Linked DNA regions of Mus musculus: all the other regions are linked to region 6. A link is a contact called in public promoter capture Hi-C data. All regions are on one chromosome and are shown on one strand. The core of a region is the stretch at or near the end of the contact, and the rest is flanking DNA. Distances in the headings are between cores, read along the strand shown. Region 1 holds the start of Gal3st1 (galactose-3-O-sulfotransferase 1). Region 2 holds the start of Selenom (selenoprotein M). Region 3 holds the start of Pes1 (pescadillo ribosomal biogenesis factor 1). Region 4 holds the start of Sec14l4 (SEC14-like lipid binding 4). Region 5 holds the start of Tug1 (taurine upregulated gene 1). Region 6 holds the start of Purb (purine rich element binding protein B). Region 7 holds the start of Dusp18 (dual specificity phosphatase 18).

Region 1 (2,702 bases), core at 51-2,550, 2.5 Mb before region 6:
CAAAACAAGCCAGTACAGGTGGAAGGTGAGCGTGAGGTCTAAGGGCAGCAATAGCCTAGTTTTCCATCCAAGTGAGGTCACTGCTGGTATCTCAGCTTGTGACCTTTGTGGACCTGTCCCCTCACTCCAGGTACCTCTGATGATGGTCCTTACCTGGAACTGTCCATGTATCATGACAGGGTCAGGGTTCTGATCATTCAGTCCTTCCCAGGACATCTTTCCCATAGCCATTCCCCAGAGGCGGTGATACCCTAAACAGGGTAGGCTGGACTTTGCCCTCCCTGAATCTAAGGACCTGATAGCCTGACAGACCTGTTTTGTATTGGCCCCATATGTGGACTTTGTGCTGCCATGGCTGCACCTCAACTGAAGAGGAAGGCAAGAGTTTTGCAGGCTTTGGCTTGTGGACCCCAAGGTCCCCCAAACTGGTGGCTTCACTGTATATGTGGGATGGGGGGAGGGGGCTCTATCTGATGCCATGTTCTGGCATGGCAGTTTCAAGAGGCAGGAACAAAGGGTTAGGAGTTTCAAAGTCATAACCTATAGCCTGGGAGGTGACTCAGGGCCCACAAGGACAAAGAGCAGCAAGCCCATTAGATATGGAAGAATGCCTGGCAGCCAGGCTGATGTGGAATTTTCCCCATTCCACGGTTGCCTAGAAATGTCGGGGGTAGTGGGACTCTGACGTGGCCCATGTGCCACCCGATGGCCAGCTGGTTCTGCAGTGCCCACAGCTGGGGTTAATTCCAAATTAGTTCCCATCCTTGGTTTTCCTTTAGGATGAAGGACAGTCTGAACTCAAACAGGCCCCTACTTACTTGCCCAGACCTCTAGAGGAGGTATCCTCAAGAGGAAAGTTAGCTGAACCATGTAAGTGACTCGGCCCAGGGATCCTGGCGCTTCTTCACCTGTTTTTCTTGGATACCACAAATGTGTTCCTGGCTCATCAGAGGGAGCTAGGAAGACCTATGTTCCACTGGATTCTGAGGAGCTCCAGTGCTGTCCATAAAAGGCTGGCAACTAGTCCTGCCCCCTTTCTCCAGAGCCCAGGCTCCCTTCCCCAACACTACCACCAAGCCCCAGGCACCCTCTATTCCCTTCTGGGCTGGCAGTAGGACAATGGACCCCTTGGCCCATCGGAGACAAATAGTCCTTGTTAGGCCGGAGGCGGGGGCGCAATATTGCGCCCCAGGGAGCTGAATACAGCTTCTGTGCCTCTTGGGCAGGCGGCGCAGGGGAGAGGACGGGAAGGGGGTGGGGGGGGGGAGGGGGCCGTGGCGCCCATTGGCTCTGGCGTCAGGGGCCGGGCCAGGCTGCTGGCCTCACCTGGCGAGTGTTGAGAGCGGGGTGCGGCAGCCGCTGCGGCGGCGGGGCGGGGGCATGGACCAGGCCTGCCAGCGCGCCGGGTCCCGGCGAGTGCGCCCCGCCGCCCAGTGAGCGCCACGGCGGCGGCGGGGGCCGGGGCCGACCCCTGCCACCCGGAGCCCAAGGAGAACAGGGCAAAGGTATGTCGGGAGGTCTTGTACTCACGCTGGCTGTGCCCTGCCTCAGCCTACTTCCTGAACATCTTGCCTACTGGATCGATGGATCGTGTTTGCCCAGCAAGGGATATAGAAATGCTGCAGAGCTGCTTCACCAACACTGTATCCTGCAGGCTCTGGCTGATTGCTTGCCCTGCTCTGGGTGCCCCTCCTCCCCTGACCCCCGGAGTCCCTAAAAATGGGGTGGGTGGGGCTCCAGAAGGTTAGCTGTTGTGCTGTGAGTTCGTTAATAATTAATCCTCTTGGACATTGTGGCCTGGGCCCTAGTGGAGAAGGAGGCAGGAATCTCCCCGCTCCTTACCTGCGTTCCCAGAAGAGGCGGCTGTCACAGTACAAACCGGGGAGAGGGGGGCCTTGGGCAATGACAGACTCTTGTGCTTGGGGAAGGCCTCTCATATGTGTGCCCCTAAGGAGGTGAGTCCAGGAGACAAGGACAGACTTGTCTAGTTAGGACAGGAAAGATCCTATATGCAACAACTACACGGTTCCGGAGCCATGGACCAGTGCTCCATAAGGGGGTCTCAGGTTGGTCTGTTCCCTTAGTGAGAGGCCAACATGAGCCTTCTCTTTTTAACCCCCCCCCGCCCCGCCCCTTCCTGAGCTGGTTGTGATGACAGGCACACATCTGGCTGCAGGGACTGACACCTGACACCAGAGGTTACTGGGCTGAGGGTGAGGATGCCCTGGAAATCTTCAGGAGGAAAGGGGTGTGGAGGGAGAGCCGATCAGAACTCAATCTCTTCCTCTCTGGAGGGGGTGAGCTGATCTGCACTGTGCCTTCAGGCTTCCTTGCTACTTATCTAGAGGGAAGATACTGAGGCTCAAGGAGTCAGTGACTTGCTGAAGGTCACACCGTTGGGAAATGGCTGAGTTCACTGCAAACCACAGTGTGCGTTTTTGTTTGTTTTGTTTTGTTTTGTTTTGTTTTGTTTTTTGGTCCCTGTCTCAGGATCCCAGCCCTACCCAGAAGTCCTCTTGCCCAAACTGGAGGAAAGATGCCTTCCTGGGCATCTCTTTTGCTTCCTGGGTTCTGTGCTGAGTTCTCATAAATCTGTCACTCACAGTGCCTCTCACTGGGCTCCAAGGAAGAACAAACAAGCACTTGCAGGAAAGCAGTGACTCACAGGACAATGGCAATGGGGGACTCTAGGCCCCCTCAGT
Region 2 (2,700 bases), core at 76-2,575, 3.0 Mb before region 6:
AACTATCTGCTGATGGTTCTCCCCGCCCCATTTTTAATGCGCATTTTAAAAGTGGTGGAATAAGCCCAGAAAGGTAAAAATACCTTGGATCACAAGCAGCGTTGGCTCAGTGTTGACAAGGTTCTCTGAATCCTGTGGGAAAGGGCACAGCGTGTTCTTGCTGTCTGCCAGGGATTGGTTCCAGGGCACACTTCCATACCAAAACTCGAAATATGAGGATGCTCAAATCCATAGATAAAATGGCTTAGTATTTTCCTAAAGCCCGTGTGGCCTGATCTTGTACTTTCTATCATTTCTAGATAATTTATAACACCTAATACAATACAGATGCTATAAATAGTTGTAATGCTCTATTGGTTGGAATAACAACAAGAAAAGAGTCTGTACATGTTCAGTACAGAGGCAGTTTTTACTTCCTAATATTTCCAACTTGAGACTGGTTAAATCCAGGGTGACAAAAAACTGATTGTACTTGCTGTGTCTGCTGAAGGCATGAGGACATGGAGTGCCACCTGTTTCCTCCTTGGTCCAGGGAGATGATCCACAGAGGTGTTTGGGGCTCAAATCCAGATCTATGAATTGGCCTATTTTACATTTCTGAAACAGTTCCTAATCTGCAAAACGGAGTTCATTGCTGGAGGGGGCCGTTGTGATGAGGAAGGGGAAGAGCTAATAATGGAAGGTAACACAGCCAGAGTCTGTCCTAATCACCCTGCCCTCAGGAGGTTGAGTGAAGAGTATTGCTTTGAGTTCAAGGACAGTAGGAGATTGGTGTGTACCATCTCTGACCAGATACTGTTCTAATGAGATGCATTGTGTATATTAACCCTCCCAGCCTTTTCTAGGTAAAAAAGGATAGGTAGTATTCCTTTGTAAGAATTTATATTTATTATTATTATTATATGTGTGTGTGCACCGCGTGTGCCTGTACAGGCACGGACATGCCATGGTGAGCGGTTGGGGACGCCTGTGGAGGACAGAGCACAACTTGTGGGAATTGCTGTTTTTCTTTCACTTTTTTTTAGGTTTCAGGGATAAAACTCAGGAGTCAGGCTGTCATAACAAGCGCTTTTACCCTCTGAGCTTTCTTGAGCGGGGCGTAGGTAATGGTCCTCGCTTACAACGTGTGCTTTGGGGAATTGAAGCTTTGATCGGAATTTCGTTCAAAGACATCAAAAGCGTATAAAGGAGATCTCCTAGGTTCCTGCTTCCTTATCTTAACTCTCTGACCCAGAAATCCTTGTGTCCATCTGCGAACCTCCTGCGCCCTCTGGTGACGCGAAGTAGTGCTGTCTCCTGGCATCCTGCGGGAGCGTTTCACACTTAGTGGGCAAATGCAATATGGAGATTGTGAGAACTGGGAACATGAAGTCTGGAGGACCAGAGAGTAGCTGAGACAGGGATGGGGGTTAGTGGGAGGCAACCACCCGATTTGGGTGGGATGTCAGTGGGGCTGTTTCTAGCTCTGGGGGCGTGGTTTATGGCTGGGCGGAGCTTTTGGCTTGGGCGGGGCCAGCTTGCGGGCCAGACGTGGCGCAGCGGCCGAGTTTGGGTGCAGCCTGCGGAACGTCTCCTGCCAGGCACAGATGAGCATCCTACTGTCGCCGCCGTCGCTGCTGCTGCTTCTTGCAGCCCTTGTGGCTCCAGCCACCTCCACCACCAACTACCGACCGGATTGGAACCGTCTTCGAGGCCTGGCCAGGGGGCGGGTGGAGGTGAGTGCGCCTTTTCCCAACCTTAGTACGACAGTTCCACAACCTTGCTGCCCCTTATCCCAAGAATATAGTCCGGCCTCAGGAATACCAGAATTCCCGAAACACCCCCCCCCCCTTTCCCTCCTGCACGGCCCGGGAATCATTCCTTTTATTTCCCAGCCGCATGATGAACAGCATCTACTGTGGAAGTAAGAAGTCTCGTCCTTGTGGCCTGGCACTCTGAACCCTTGCCTCTGCTCCAGGCTTGGCCCTACCGTGGGTCTCTGGCTATAATTTTTTGAAAACTGGCCCCTTAGAACCCACCTTCTCTAAGGATAACCTCACCTTTCCCCATTATTTCTCCCCCCACCCAGACTTAGTGCCTGGCATTCCAGAATCTCTTTTCTTCTGGTGGGGAGAAAAGACCTAAGCTCCTCCCCTCACTGTACTCTGCTGGAGCTGGAGGAGAGGATAGGGAAATGAGATACCAACAGTCCACAGCCACCCTGGACCACCACCACCTGCCGGCCAAAGGACTCCCCTGGAGTCTTCCTAAGTGATTCCTATGTTTGCAGACTCTTCATGGGCCTTAGCTGGTTTATTTTTAATTTAAAAAAAAATTAACAAAAGGAAGTGTAAGGGAGGCCTGAAATAGGGAGGTCTGGACTTCCTGTTGGGCTGCGGCCTCCCATCAGGAATAGAGAAGGACCATCCATACTCCCAAGTTAGGGAAGATCAGCCAGATGGTTCCTGAAGCTGAACCACAGGTGGCTGGCAGGGCTGCCTCTGCATGGGGTGGGGTAGGGACCAGATGGCAGGTGCCTCTAACAGGGCCCTTAGGGTAGTTCTGAGCTGTTCCCTTCTAGTCTGACTTTCGTCTCAAGGGCCAAAGGCCAGGGTTAGAATTCTACCGACAACAGGGAGAATGCCGTAACCCATGTCTCCTGGGCATTGGTCAGCTATCAATAACATGCAGACAGGGACCCATGGCTGGTTTCTCTCCCTC
Region 3 (2,700 bases), core at 19-2,518, 2.5 Mb before region 6:
TTCAAAGTTACATTTCAGCTATACATGACTTTAAGCAGAAAACCAAGAATTTTTTTAACATTTTGAAGTAAAAGTAATAAAATTTAAAGGAAATTGATAAAAAAGTCATAAATTTTAACTTTTTTATAAACATGAAATTACCACCTTTAAGACTGACTTAAACCTATCATCAGATCTCATAAGTTTAAAAATTATCTTTATAGATGGAATGATATGTTTTAAATGTGCGCACAACTTTTATGTGTGTGTTGCAGATCTGAACTCCATATCCTTATGCTTGCATGTCAGGAATTCTGTCCACTGGGCCATCTCCTCAGTCCTGTTTTGTTTTCTTGGTTTTGTTGTTTTGAAACACTATCTCTAGCACAGGCTGGCCTGAAACTTGTGCTCTCCCAGCCTCAGACTCCTGTGTGCTGGGATTACAGGCACCACCATCATGCTATGCCTTCCATTATTTTTCTTTCTTTTCATTTTTGTTTTGTTTCGACAGTGCGTCACTCAATACCCTCGCTGTCCTGGAACTTAGCCTCGGACTCACAGAGATCCGTCCCTTCTGCCTCAACTCATTCCCCAAATATAAGCAGTTCCTTAGACCCTCTCCGTGTCCGTGGGAGGTCAAAGGTCGGCCTTTGCTCTATTTTATTCTAACTTGAACAAACTAGGTGCAGCTGAATCTAAGGTCAACAAGGCAAAATCTGGTCAGCTGGGTTTACAACGCCTAGCAACCGTTGCCATGACAATTGAACTCCCTTAAACTCACTGGCCTAGCATTACAAAAACTAGTAGCTTTAGGTTTAGTGAGCATTTCTGTTTTTGTTTGTTTGTTTGGTTGGTTTGGTTTTTAAAGAAAACATCAGCCAGGCGTGGTGACACACATCTTTAATCCCAGTACTCTGGAGGCAGAGGCAGGCGGATCTCTGGATTAGAGGCCAAACTACAGAGCTCTCTGAATCCCAGAAGGCTCCGGGCTGTCTGTCTCCCATCCCTTCAGTCCTGCTGTATCCCAAAATGCACTGGGGCTCGCGTGCTCAAACAACCGTGTCTAGGGTGCTTATAAAACTGCCTAAATTTCCATGTTGCTTTAAAGCTTGTCTATAGATTTTGGTAACTAAGAAAAGAACTGAAAGAACTACCACAATTGTTGAGCTTTAGAGAATTTGGTTGTAAATAACGAGGTCGCCAAAAGCACAACTTTCTCTGGATTTGTACAGGCATATTTTCAGACAGCCCTCAGCTGGCGGCGTGGGGTCCTTCAGGGCCCTAGGCAGGGCACGTGCGGGAGGAAGTAGCTCTGGTGTTCTGGCTGCCTTGAATTTCTCAACGTGGAGCTATGGGAGGTCTGGAGAAGAAGAAGGTGAGTGAGTTCCAGCGGAGGTCGGAGCTCCGGCTTTATCACTTTCCCTGGCCTCTGGGGACCGAGAAGTCTTGAGACGGCCGCCGGAGCGAACCTTCTGCACGTAGGCCCCTGGAAGCCGGGAAGAACTGTGACGGGCTTTCTGTGGAAGGAGTTGTGGAGACAGGCGGAGCCGCCAAAAGAGTGATCAGTGACCAACGGGACGTAGAATTCATTATCAAGACTTGGGACTTTCTTAATTGAGCCAGGCCCGGTCCTAGGTACTGGGAATTGAGAAGTAAGCAGTCAGATGCGGCCCCGCTTTCCCAGTGTCAACTTCAGATAAAGTGGCTAAGGGTTTTTAAGTGCGCTCCTGAGAAAGGGAGGGAGGGAGGAGCAGTAGAGTGGAGAGTATCAACAGGCGCTTAATCCGATTAGTGTTGTCTTGTAGGTCCTCTTCTGACGTAGCATTTTAGTGGAAATCAGTACTTAAAGAACACTTTAGTCTGGGGCATGAAAATGTTGGGAAGTGTGGATGGTCCCCAACCTTCCCCTAAGAGAATTCTCGGCACTCAGAGAAAGGAGAGACTAATATCAGCGTGCAGCTGTAGCTTCCAGCCGTCTCTTAGCCGTCTCTGTGTTTGATGGTTTATATGGGGTTAGGCGTTGTCACAATCTTATATTTTAGGATGACCCTTTTGTTCCTTTACAGGCTCTGGTTATGATAGTTTTATCTTTAGCAGATGGAACTTGCTATCCGTGTGATATTGGTGGTGCTCAATTCTCAAGGGAGAAAATGACCTTTTTTTTTTTTTTCTTTAGAAAAGGGGAAAGGGTGAGCAGGTTAAAAGCAGAAGTCAGTGCAGTTTTAGCTCTGTTGTCTCAGATTAGAGACAGTTTCTTCTTCCTATGCAACCTTGTTTCCCAAGTTTAAGCTTCTTAATCATAATTAATGTGAAAGCTTGCTGTTTTTCTTTTTTCATTCAGAAGTGCTTAGCAGAGAAAACAGAAGTGAATTCCACGGCCAGTAGGAAAGAGAGGCAGGTGGTGTGCAGGGTTTTGGACAGACAGTAGCATGGCTGTGAGATGTAAATAAGTGAGGTGCTGTCTAGGTGAGGCTGGGGCCGTATCATGTGAGGCTGGAACTTATTCTGAGTGGAGAAGACAAAGAAAGTAAGTGACTTGATCTGAGTTATTCTTGCTTCTGTAAGGAGACTGTGGGTATGAAGTAACTTTGGGATAGGAATGAAGAAGATGAGATGGGCTCAAGTCTTTCCTTTGACTTGCAAGTTTCTGGTAACAATCTGCTTTGTTGTTTTTAATTACTTTTTTTAAAGTTATTTTTTATTTATTTTTATGTATATGAG
Region 4 (2,700 bases), core at 28-2,527, 2.4 Mb before region 6:
ACACAGAGAAACCCTGTCTCAAAAAAAGAAAAAAAGAAAAAGAAAATGTTCTATAGATTTGCCAGTAGCCTAATCTGATGGAGGCTTTCTCAAAGGTGCTCCCTCCTTTCTGATAACTTTAGCTTGTGTCAAGTTTATATAAAATTACCCAGAATACCAGACTTGATGGCCCCTGCCTGTAATCCCTTCACTGGGGAGGTGGAAGCCGAAAGATCAAGAGTTCAAGATTCTCCGTGGTTACACAGTGAGTCTGAAACATCTTGGCCTACGTAAGAACCCTGTCTTTTTTTAAAAGTGTATTTTGTATATTTCAGAATATCTGAAGTTATAATATGAACATACATGTATCAGTAGGAAAACTGAATAAAATAGTTACTGTTTCTGGTGCTAAGTCATTGAAATCTGATTTGCCGTTTCTACCTAGCACAGGCCATACTTGTTCCTGACCAACCACATCTCCAACAGACAATAGTCCAAAGGACAGTGAGCCCTTGCTTGGTCACCCCCTACCTAAAACTTAATTTGATCCATGGGACGACAGAGGGGAAAGGTGTCAGTGGCCTGTTTCACTATCTCCTCCCTGCTCAGGTGCCACCTGCTTTGCAGAAAATTCATGCCAAGGCAGCCTGTGTTTTCTCATCCTACCCAGAGAGGTCAGCCTACTCAGTGTGGCTGCCTCCCACCCTCTACCTCCCAGAGGCTCACCCCTGGGCCATCCTGTAGTTCCCGCCTGAGCTGACGGCCTTCATAGAGTGTTGAAACTGTGTGTGCCGTGCCAGGCATTCTGCTAACACAGGAGACATGGTCTTACCTAATCCCTCCTAACTTCTAGAGGTCTGGAGCCATTTGGCAAATAAGGGCTCTCCTGGCCAGCAAACATTTGTGGAGCGCAGCCTGTGTTCAAGGTCGGGGGAGGGGGGCTGGGCTCTCCTTGGGCAAAAGGACTCAGAAGTGGTGACATTTTCAACTCCCACTTGGCTCCGGAAGTGTGTGCTCCACGTACCTGTCCTTAGGTGAGCACTTTCTTAACACCCACTCCCCACACACCTACAGTCCCACCCCCTGAAAGCGCGTGAAGACCTGGAGGTGAGGGCCACTTGCTACCTCAGACTCTCAGGACACCTCTTGAGATCTGGTCACCTCTCTGTCCCCTTAAGGTAGGCTTGATGACCTGGGGCAGACAAAACAAAAGAAAAACAAAAACAGGGGAGCACTGGGTAGGGCGGGGCAGGAACAGGGATTCTCCCTTGGGGCGGGCCTCCCTTGGGGCGGGATCAGCAGCAGACCTGCTAAGTAAAGCCCTGTGAAGGTGGCAGCAGCTGAGGCCTAGCAGAGAGCACCATGAGAGGACAAGTCGGGGACCTGAGCCCGCAGCAGCAGGAGGCTCTGGCCAGGGTAAGGGGTGAGGGGTGAGGCGGGAGGGAAGGCACGGGAGCCAAGCAGAACCCAAGCGGCCCGCATTGGCTACAGCTTTATGCAGGGACTGGTTGGCGAAGCCAGCGCCTCCCGCGCACACCTGGGCTAGGACCTCTCTCTACCTCTGAGCAACTGCCGGTGTGTGTGCGTGCGCGTGTGTGCGTGTGCGTGTGTGTGTTTGCAAGTTTAGCCTTCCAGCACAGCTCCCACCACCCATCCCTGGCCTCTGTTCCCAGGCCAGTGACTTCTGCCAGGCAGATTAGGAGATCCCTGCCAGATTGCAACAGTGTTTGGTTTGGTTTCTGTTGCTCGGGTTCCCAGTCTTCTCCCTATCAGACTTACTTGTTTACTTTTAATTATGACAGAGAAATAGAGGGGCTAGGGGTCTGATTTTTGAGAGCCTCCTGCAGGCTGTACCTGGAGAAGGGAAAGGCTATGAGGAAGGGGAGTCCCATCCAGGTTCTCATTCAACCTCGTTTGAAGGGGAAGCTTAAGAATTGTGACAGGTACTGAAGGTGTTTAAGTCTGGAATCCCAAGCCTTGCGAGACAAAGACCAGAAGATTGTGGGTTCAAGGCCAGCCTGAATTTAGTGACACTGTCTCAAGGAACAAGAGATGAACGGCTTGTTTTGTAGTGTCTCCCATGCGGAAGAACCTTACAGGGAGACATGAGAATCCTGGGTGAAGGAGGGGACCTGGAGATTCAGCCATTAAGGGGTCCTTAGTGGAACAGGAAGGACCCTCTGATGAGACTCCCAGGGCTGATGGTCTCAGAAGGCACCCGGTGCCTCCTGAGTTCTTTTGGAACTGGAAACATGGTCTCTGGGAGTGGACTATGATAGAGAACCCCACCAGCCACTCCTACTTTCTCCACTAACTAAAAGTAACAAATGCTTGCTATGTTAAAACATATAGGAAGAGAAAGGAGGAAGGAGGGGGAGGCTAAGGACGGCCCAGAGCTCTGTACTGCCTTGCCCCGGATCACTTCCTTCCAGAGTCCTCCTGAGCTAGGGTGGGCCACTGTGGTCACACTTCAGACACACAGTCTTCAGTGTGGCACTGTAAGGTGGCTTCTCTCCAGGCTGAGTTAGAAGTCACCTGGAGGGGAGGATAGGTATAGCTTTGTTTTTTACAGGGCACTGGCCCCTTTCACACCCTCCAACCCCCACCCCTGACAAAATTTCCTTTGGCTCCTGAGGATGCAGCTGCTTTCTGGTGTGAATCCTCCCTTTGCCTGCTGGGAGCCAGGCTTCAAACCTACCGCTTGTGTGCACCCGAGAACAT
Region 5 (2,700 bases), core at 187-2,686, 2.8 Mb before region 6:
AGGCTGGTTAGGAAAAAGTTAAGCTTCAAAATGATTCCAAATATCTGATTTTGTGTCCCAGCCAGAGTCCAACAAAGTTTTTTCAAAAACTTTAGCCTTCAATTTAAAAAACAAAACAAAAAACCCCCCCAAAAAAAAAAAAAAAAAAAAAAAAAAAAAAACCCCAAACATTTTCAGGAATCCAACGCCTGGTTCAGTCTGTTCCAAGTAGCCCTCTTGCTAAAAATCCATGTGCACTATTAACTGGTTTTGGCAGCACCATTTAAAAATAATCCTGTTCACTATCAACCACGAAAACCAGGGATATAAAATAGGAGCAAATAATGGGTGTCAATCATGGTTGTAAAAAAATAGTTAACGAGAGAAAAGTAGTCAGGCACCAGTACGAGCAGCAGAAAACAATCGCTGGGCCAGAGATTACACTTCTTGTTACTCGAGGACACATTCACTCCTAATTGTAGCTGCTTTCTAGTGGGTGCCATTGTACCATAGGCATCAGCCACCCTTCAGGCACCCTATGGTGAAAGGAAAGGGCTTTGACTAAAAGCCAAGCAGTGAAGTGATGGTACCTGAAACAGCCATTATGCAGTAAGAAGCAGCTCACATATACCAGGGACTCAAATGGGGGCTTCATATTGGTTGTGAAGGGTCCCAGATGACATGTAGGCCTCAGTTTCCTCCCGGTGGCAAAAACTGTTCTAAACTCTTCTGGGTCATAGCCCCCTTTGAAAACTCGCTACTGAAGGATCTACTCATCCCCCTAGAAAACACTTTCCCACGTGTTTCTGTACAGAAGAAGTTCAGGGAACCTTCCCATCTCCAACTCCAATAAAAGGTTCCCGAATTTAATTTCAGGGAATGAGCAATTGTTATGACTTCTTGCAACTCAAAGGAAAAAAAAACAATAATCATCTTTCTGTAAACCGACACTTTTGAAGAGAGCTTCCAATTCCATACACACACTGATAGGCAGAGGAGGAAACTGAGGCGCAGACAGATTACAGAGTGACTTGCCTAAGGTCACTCGGCCAGCGAGTGGCTAGGCCCGGAAGCAAACCCAGATCTTCCGACTCCGGAGCTCGAATCCCCACCCCGGAGCTGCCGCCAGCGCTCTCGCTCCCCACTAAGGTGGCATAAGTAGGAAAAGGCAAAGGAGGAAGCCCACCACCAACCATCCTCCAGCTCCCTCTTGACCCTCCAACTGGGTCCTAGCAGGCCCCGAGGGGTGGCGCCAGGCCTCCAGGCCAGCCCCGGCCACCCCAGCTTCCCCCGCCGCCTCCCCGGGAGCGGGGCGGAGTTGCCCGCCGCCGCCAACCACCCGGACGACCCCTCGTCGGATCGCAAAAGCATAGGCCGCCGCCCGAGTTCTGCGTACGAGAAGAAAGACGCGGCGCGAGCGCCAACGGCCACCGGGCGCGCGCCGCGGCGGCCGGGCCTGCGCCCCAAGAGCTGGATGCCAGAGCAGGAGAAAGAGCCGCCAACCGATCGCTCGATCGACCGCACGCCCGCTCCTTCGCCCTACCAGACCGGGGAGGGGGGGAGGGCGCGCCAGGGCTTCTTCGAGTTAGGGGCCTGACTCCCCGGCGACAAGACAAGATGGCTCCTCCGCTCTGCTCTGCAGCTACCGTCCCGGCTGCGTCTCTCGGCCCGCCCCCGGTACTGTTCCTTTAAATGGCCGAGAGGGGTCAGGAAAGCAGGAAGAGAGGCGCGCGCCCTCACGTGATGGGGGCGGACCGGCCAAACAAGATCCGGTCACGTGGACCGACGTCGCTCGCCAATCAGAAGGTGGAGTCTCAGGGCGGGGGCGGGAAGACTTCGAGCTCTGTGATTGGCCGAAGGTGCGCTGGAGGCCTCGGCGGCCGGGCCGTCGGGAGTGAGCGAGGTGATTCGCGCTGCGTGCGCTTACGGAGACAAAGCGGTGGCTGAGGTAGCGGTGGCGCGGGCAGCACCGGCCGCAAAGCCGTACTGAACGCTGAATCTCGTGACGCCCAGCCTGTCATCGTCTGTTGAGGCGCGGCGTGTCGTGTCGTGTCGCGGCGCGGGCGGGCGGCGGCGGCGGCGGCGGCAGCGGCAGCGGAGGCAGCACATGGTTCCAAGAGCGCGCTGCGGTGGTTGAGTTCCAATTCCACGGGGAGGGACAAAGGCATCTGCGAGCTGCAGGCAACGCCCGATCGGATCTGGTGGTGCACTCGCCACTTTCCTCTGTTCTCCCAGGCTCTGGGACTAACTCCTGTCTGTCGGTAGCGAGGAGGTGGCCACAGGACCCAGGCCTGGGAAGGCCCGAGGGCCCGAGGCCATCTTCTGAAGGGTGTGGGGGAAGGGCGCACCTGAGGTGATTCGGGAGGGTAGGTTGTGAGGTGTTTCTGTGGGCCACTGTGAGTAATTTCACCCACAACCTGTGGTGATTGTGGCATAATAGCAAGCTGTGTTTGGGCGGGGTTTGGGAAAAGAAATCTGTCAGTCAGCACCAAGGACCTTTCTGTTGGAAAGCGGTGAAGCCAGAAGTAGCCTCCACTCCACTGCACTGTCCAGTAGAGCACTCTTTTGAGGAGCCTGGTGTCTTCGGTGGTGACAAAGTCTTCGGTGGTAATGAAGTAGGTGAACCGTCAGAAGTAGGTCAATTTCCTGAATTTAGGAGAACAGAAAAGGACTTGAACGTGAAGTTGAAGCTGTAAACCTCCAAGTTTGAAGACCATTCAG
Region 6 (2,700 bases), core at 194-2,693:
CAGAAGCTGAGACTCTTGCGCAGGTGAGGAGATGCTGCTCCTCTTTGCAGGTTGCTGGCAGTTCCTTGGAACTTAACTGCTTTTCTCTAATTGTCTGTGACTGTTTTCTTATGGTTATTTCTCTTAACTATATTATTTTATTTTTTTTTTTGTTTTCTTCGTCTGCGGCCTCCCCTGATCCCTCTCCACTAGCTCACTGGGGACGAGAAGGAAAGGGCGCTCTCTAGCCAAGGGGATGGTGGTGGGGTTGGGGGAGGCCGGTACGGGAAGCTGCCTGCTTCAATCCTCATCCACTTCCTCACCCTCCGACTCGTCGCCGCCACCGCTGCCCCCGCCGCGTCGCTCGTAAAGCTTATCCCTCTGTCGCTCCTGGATCTCTTTCATTTCATCTGCATACCGACAGAAGGCGCCTCCAAACTTGCCCCAGGCCTTGAAGGGCACGGTGATGGCATTGCGGTAGGACGGCTTCACCTCGCTCACTCGCAGGAACACCCCGTACTTGTTGCAGCCGACGTCGAAGAAGAAGCGCTTCGAGTCCACGGTGATGGAGGTGCCCTCCGGGAGCTCTCCGTACAGGCCGCCCCCGGGGCCGCCGGCGCCGCCTCCCGGGCCGCCGGCCAGCTCGTCCTCGTCGCCCCCGTAGTCGTCGATGAGCTTGGCGAGCGCGTCGCGGAACTCGATGAGGCCCTGCGCGGGCAGCGCGATGGTCTGGCCGCTCTGCAGGCCGCCGGGCCCGGGCCCCCCGCCGAAGCCGCCGCCGCCGCGGTTCACCGTCTGGCGGATGCGCAGGAAGCGGCCGCGCTGGTTCTCCTTGAGGTCCAGGTAGTACTTGCGGTTCTCGCGCACCAGGAACTCGCTCTTGAGCGCGCGGCGCGGCCCGCCGCCCTCCTCGGCGCCCGCCGCCAGCTGCTCGGGGCTGCTGGGACCCAGCTGCGCGTAGTGCTCGATGAAGTCGCCCAGCGAGTCGCGGAACTCGGCGGCCACCGCCATCGACAGCGTGAGGCGGCTCTTGGAGCCGCCCGCGCCCACCTCGGCGATCTTGAGGAAGCGGCCCTTGGCGTTCTGCTTCACGTCCAGGTAGAAGCGCTTGTTCTGGATGTCCAGCCGCTTCGAGGCCAGCTCCTGCGTCTCCTGCTCGCCGCCCGGCCCGCCACCGCCGCCGCCGCCGCCGCGGGGCGCGGGCTGGAAGCCGCCGGGCCCGCCGCCGCCGCCGCCGCCACCGCCGCGCTCGCTGCCGCTGTCGCCGTCCGCCATCTTCTCGGCCGCCGCCTCGCCGCCGCCGCCCGCTGCGCTCGCGCCCCCGCCCTCCGCCCTGCGGCTCGCGCTCCGGGGCCCCCCAGCCTCGCCCGCCGGCTCCTCACGCGCGCCCGCCGCTCATCGCCGGTCGCCGCCGCCCCCCATCGCCTCCGCGCCCCGCCCCCGCGGCTTCCGTGCGGCACGGCCCGCTTCCGGCGCGCGCCTCCCGTGACGTCACTCCGCCCCGCCCGCCGCCGCCTCCCGGCCGGAAGACCCACACACACCACGCCGGCGGGGCGCAGAGGTGACGTCGCTGGCCGCGCCGGCAAGGCGTTCTGCGGCTACCCCGGGCGAGCCTATGTTTCTGTCCGCTGGTTTTGGGGTCCTCTTTCTTGATGCTTTACTGACGCTCCCGGTTTCAGAGGGTTTAGTGTGTGACTAGATGACTCTGTTGCTTTGGGGCTGTGGGAAGGCAGAACGTTTTGCCGAGAAGCACATGAATTATTCAACAGTGGAGCCAATCACCTCCTGGCGCCTGGGAAAGCAGAGAGACAGGAAAGGGCCAGGGGCTAGGGATCTTTCCAGAGCATACCCCAGTAACCTGTTTTCTCCAGTGAGATCCTACTTCTCACTAATGCTACTAGATTATTAATCCTCAGGGACGAGTACACTGATTAAGTCGGACTCCTAACGATTGGATCTAGCAATCCTTCAGTAAATAAGCCCGTGTTTCTAAAACAAAGAAACCAGAATACCATCTTATTTTATAAACTCCCTGAATGGAGTTCACACAAATAACTTTTGGGTTTTTTTTTTTTTTACAATTGGGTGTTTTTAATGATAGGATCTCACTAAGCTATATTGGCTTAAACTTGAGTTCTTGCATCAGTTTAATATTCGTTAACCAGGTTCCTCTAAAGTGTTGTTTTTTTTTTTTTAAAGATTTATTTATTATTATATGTAAGTACACTGAAGCTGTCTTCAGACACACCAGAAGAGGGAGTCAGATCTTGTTACGGATGGTTGTGAGCCACCATGTGGTTGCTGGGATTTGAACTCTGGACCTTCAGTCGGGTGCTCTTACCCACTGAGCCATCTCTCCAGCCCTAAAGTGTTTTAAATTTGTTTCTGTGTGGCTATACATGTACGTGTATGTGGAGGCCGGAAATAGAGTGTTTGTGTTACTCTCCACCGTATTTTTTGTGAGTGGGTCTCTGGCTGAACTTAGAGCTCACTGAATTGATCTAAACTGGCTGTCAGTGAGCCCTAGGGATCCCCCACCCCCACCCCCTGCTGCACCCTGCTCTTTTATGCAGCTGCTAGGTTTTCAAGCTTGTGTCTTAATGCTTGTGTGATGAGCAGTTAACCGCCCCTCTAGCCTGTATTCTGCCTGATGGGCCAGCTTTGTTATTTTGTTTCCGCTGAAATTTCATTTGCATCTAAGCCTAGAGTCTTCTCTTGTAA
Region 7 (2,700 bases), core at 160-2,659, 2.6 Mb before region 6:
CATCAGAATAAGATCATCATAAAATACATTCATAGTCAGACAAAACAAAAACAAAACAAAAACAAAAAAACAGAAAACACCACCACCACCAAACCCAACAAACAAAAAGATGTATATTTTGTGACAAGGTCTCGTGTATCCAGGCTGGCCTAGAACTCCCTCTTGAACTGAGAGTGACCTTGAATTTCCAATCCTCCTGCCTCCAGCACCTGAGTGCTTGATTACAATCGTGTGCAACCACGTTCAGTTAAGAAGAAAACAAAGCACCTTTAGGGGGATTCTAATAACGTTCTCCAGTTCATTTTCCTATGAGTTAGGAACAACTGTGGTCAGGCTGTGCTTGCTAATACAAAGGAACGAACATTGAAAGCTACCCAGTTCCACTTTTCTGGTTTTTATGCAGGATGACTCAACATACCCAGGTGCGGATGGGAAGACAGAGTCAACGGTCAGGAATTTACACACAAGTCTAAGTCCTATTTTCAACCAAAAAGAGACTAAATATTTAAAGACCCTCTTTACTTAGTGATGCACCAAATTTATCAAGTAATAAATACTGGTCATTTTTGAAACAAATTGTGTTTCCATAATAAATCCTCTGTAGGACTTGTTACATCCTTGGCTGATGCCGGTTGAAGAAGGGGGACAGGATTGGAGTCAAACATTGGGGAACTGAAGGCTTTTCAAGGACGCTGGAGAATGGGAAGGCCTGGAGTTGCCAAGTCGATTGGAGCCTGAGACCAATTGCAGACGTCAAGCCTACACTACGCCAGGGTCAGGATTCATTCGGAAGGCTAGAAACGGGACAGTGCCTTCGGCCCAGAAAACGGGCTTCTGAAGGTCCTACGGGTTGGCCTGAGTCTGAAAAATCCTGCGATCGGAGACATTGCTGCGATCAGAGGAACATCTAAGGGCGGAGGTTGGGGGGGGGACACGGCTGGAACAAAGTGAGTCGGATTCCCTTACGGGGTCCCGGGTCTGACAACTGCTTTGTATACCCGAGCCACACCTGAATAACAACTTGGGGAGTGGGGACCGCGGCCGCAGGAAGTAGATCTGTGGTTGGACGTGGAGGCCAAGATCCGGCTGGCTGTCCAGTCTCTCGCGCCGGAAGTTCGAACCAGAAGCGGTAGTCTCTTCGGTACCTTTCCTGTAATCCGAGCCCAAGTCCCATTTGACTGAAGGCCTTCTGGGCTGTGTAGCGGTCTCTGACTGGCTAGAGAGCGACTCAGGAAAGCTAGCAAGACCTAAAACCATGGTGGAAAGACACGCGGTCGCAGAGCAACTATCTACACTGGAGTGCGTTGCCTGGGAGACAACCGGCAAGCAGACCGCGTGACAGTCTTTAGGCGTTCTTTGTGAGGCTCTGTTGGGCGTGTTGCCTAGGAGACGAAGGGTGAGTGGGCGGGGCGTGCAGGCGGTGGGTGTAGCAATGGTCCTTCTGGCTACTTGGCGCATTTCTGTGAAGACAGGCAGCCCACCCAGCTTTTCCCAAACGCCTGGGAACTGCGTAGTCCTTCGAGGTACAGAATCAGTCGCGGGGTCCCCCTAAGCCCCGAACTGCCCATTGTTCCGCGAGGAGAAGCCGTTGCTACCAAGGTCCGGAATCATGAAGGGCCCTCTCTTTCTTGGAGAGGGTCGTCCGCGGCTCTGCCCTGAAAGATTTCGGGGGCACTGAGGGAAGGAGGTAAGATTGTTTGAGTCTTGTCACCACGTAGAGAGGCCAAGCTTCCTAGGCTTGTTGTGGCACCTTCCACTCATCTACTTGTGGACTCTGTTCCACGTTTATAACCCAGAATTTAACCAGCGCCCCACCTATATTTGCCAACTTTCTCCAGAAAGTGTAATCCACCAGAAATATCAGCCTTCAGAACTTGCTGTCTAATGATGAACAAAACTGGTTTTCCTCGAGTCTCAGGTTTCACGGCTACAAATTAACTAGATGCCAAAAGCCTGGTTGGTTGTAAAATGTAAAAAATGGAGATGACGTTTCTGTTTCCTCTCCTCCCCTCTCCCCCCCCCTCCCCCTCCCCCTCTTGAAACTCTTGAAAGAGTTCCAGTAGTCTGGTCAGGAACACCACATCTTGCTTCAGCTTCCAGGTCTGCTCTACCATGTCCTACTGTCTGTGATCGCTTCTTACTATCTTTGCAACTCTATAACAAATGCCTTTATTTGTCATTCCCACAAGCTTTGCATTTTAACTTTACCTCTGAAGGGACTGAAGAGAGCAGAAACAAAACCAAATGTCACTTGGAAGTCACATTCCTTGGAAGGCAGGAACAGGGAGACAGAACAGTGGAAAAATAACTGATTGGCCTGAGGTTACCTGAATGACTTTTCATTCTGAGAGGATAAGTTAGGCCATGACCTTATGCTAGCTGAAACTGGCCTGCCTGGGAAATCCTGATTTCTCAAAGGTTAATTTTAAGAAAACAGCTTTGTTTCTGTGACAAGGAAAAAATTAAATCAAAACAAACAAACAAAAAACCCTGTAGTTTGTTTCCTCAGCTCTTTGTTGGGGGGCAGGACCCATAAAGCAAGGGCCCCACCTTTCTCTTCTACCTCCTGAATGCTGCAGTTCCAGGTGACCATCACCAAGGCTCTTTTCTACTTGCTCTCAGTTGACTTTGAGGTCATTAATGTTGGAAGTCACACAGCTGAGCAGAGAACATGAGTTTCCACTAGCTGTGCTGTATGTA

Evidence for each region. Promoter capture Hi-C pulls out the DNA fragments that hold promoters and counts their contacts.
Region 1: a contact with region 6 is called in a promoter capture Hi-C map of liver, with 8 times the contacts expected there. The contact joins the promoter of Gal3st1 here to the promoter of Purb in region 6. A contact is called at or near these places in 1 of 39 promoter capture datasets (liver) and 1 of 115 datasets of contacts at active chromatin or transcription factors (fetal liver).
Region 2: a promoter capture Hi-C map of liver shows a contact between it and region 6, with 2.3 times the contacts expected there. The contact joins the promoter of Selenom here to the promoter of Purb in region 6. A contact is called at or near these places in 2 of 39 promoter capture datasets (liver and stem cell-derived epiblast-like cells).
Region 3: a promoter capture Hi-C map of cranial neural crest shows a contact between it and region 6. The contact joins the promoter of Pes1 here to the promoter of Purb in region 6. A contact is called at or near these places in 1 of 39 promoter capture datasets (cranial neural crest) and 1 of 115 datasets of contacts at active chromatin or transcription factors (fetal liver).
Region 4: a promoter capture Hi-C map of liver shows a contact between it and region 6, with 3 times the contacts expected there. The contact joins the promoter of Sec14l4 here to the promoter of Purb in region 6. A contact is called at or near these places in 2 of 39 promoter capture datasets (the HPC-7 cell line and liver).
Region 5: a contact with region 6 is called in a promoter capture Hi-C map of the HPC-7 cell line. The contact joins the promoter of Tug1 here to the promoter of Purb in region 6. A contact is called at or near these places in 1 of 39 promoter capture datasets (the HPC-7 cell line), 1 of 115 datasets of contacts at active chromatin or transcription factors (cardiomyocytes) and 1 of 9 other capture datasets (adipose tissue).
Region 7: a contact with region 6 is called in a promoter capture Hi-C map of liver, with 4 times the contacts expected there. The contact joins the promoter of Dusp18 here to the promoter of Purb in region 6. A contact is called at or near these places in 2 of 39 promoter capture datasets (both in liver).

Annotation. Positions count from the first base shown.
Region 1 is chr11:3,982,336-3,985,037 of GRCm38.p6, forward strand. It overlaps Gal3st1 (galactose-3-O-sulfotransferase 1), which reads left to right and starts at 1,301. Exons shown (of 4, transcript NM_016922.3): 1 at 1,301-1,505; 2 at 2,606-2,702.
Region 2 is chr11:3,513,359-3,516,058 of GRCm38.p6, forward strand. It overlaps Selenom (selenoprotein M), which reads left to right and starts at 1,326. Exons shown (of 5, transcript NM_053267.3): 1 at 1,326-1,715. The coding sequence starts at 1,587.
Region 3 is chr11:3,962,707-3,965,406 of GRCm38.p6, forward strand. Pes1 (pescadillo ribosomal biogenesis factor 1) reads left to right here and starts at 1,269. Exons shown (of 15, transcript NM_022889.3): 1 at 1,269-1,354. The coding sequence starts at 1,331.
Region 4 is chr11:4,030,505-4,033,204 of GRCm38.p6, forward strand. Sec14l4 (SEC14-like lipid binding 4) reads left to right here and starts at 1,278. Exons shown (of 12, transcript NM_146013.1): 1 at 1,278-1,395. The coding sequence starts at 1,342.
Region 5 is chr11:3,647,378-3,650,077 of GRCm38.p6, forward strand. Tug1 (taurine upregulated gene 1) reads right to left here and starts at 1,437. Exons shown (of 4, transcript NR_002321.2): 1 at 1,376-1,437. Morc2a (microrchidia 2A) reads left to right here and starts at 2,060. Exons shown (of 27, transcript NM_001159288.2): 1 at 2,060-2,700.
Region 6 is chr11:6,474,633-6,477,332 of GRCm38.p6, forward strand. Purb (purine rich element binding protein B) reads right to left here and starts at 1,444. Exons shown (of 1, transcript NM_011221.3): 1 at 1-1,444. The coding sequence starts at 1,254. The coding sequence ends at 280.
Region 7 is chr11:3,893,831-3,896,530 of GRCm38.p6, forward strand. It overlaps Dusp18 (dual specificity phosphatase 18), which reads left to right and starts at 1,410. Exons shown (of 2, transcript NM_173745.5): 1 at 1,410-1,687. 4921536K21Rik (RIKEN cDNA 4921536K21 gene) reads right to left here and starts at 1,296. Exons shown (of 3, transcript NM_026150.3): 1 at 1,010-1,296. The coding sequence starts at 1,257.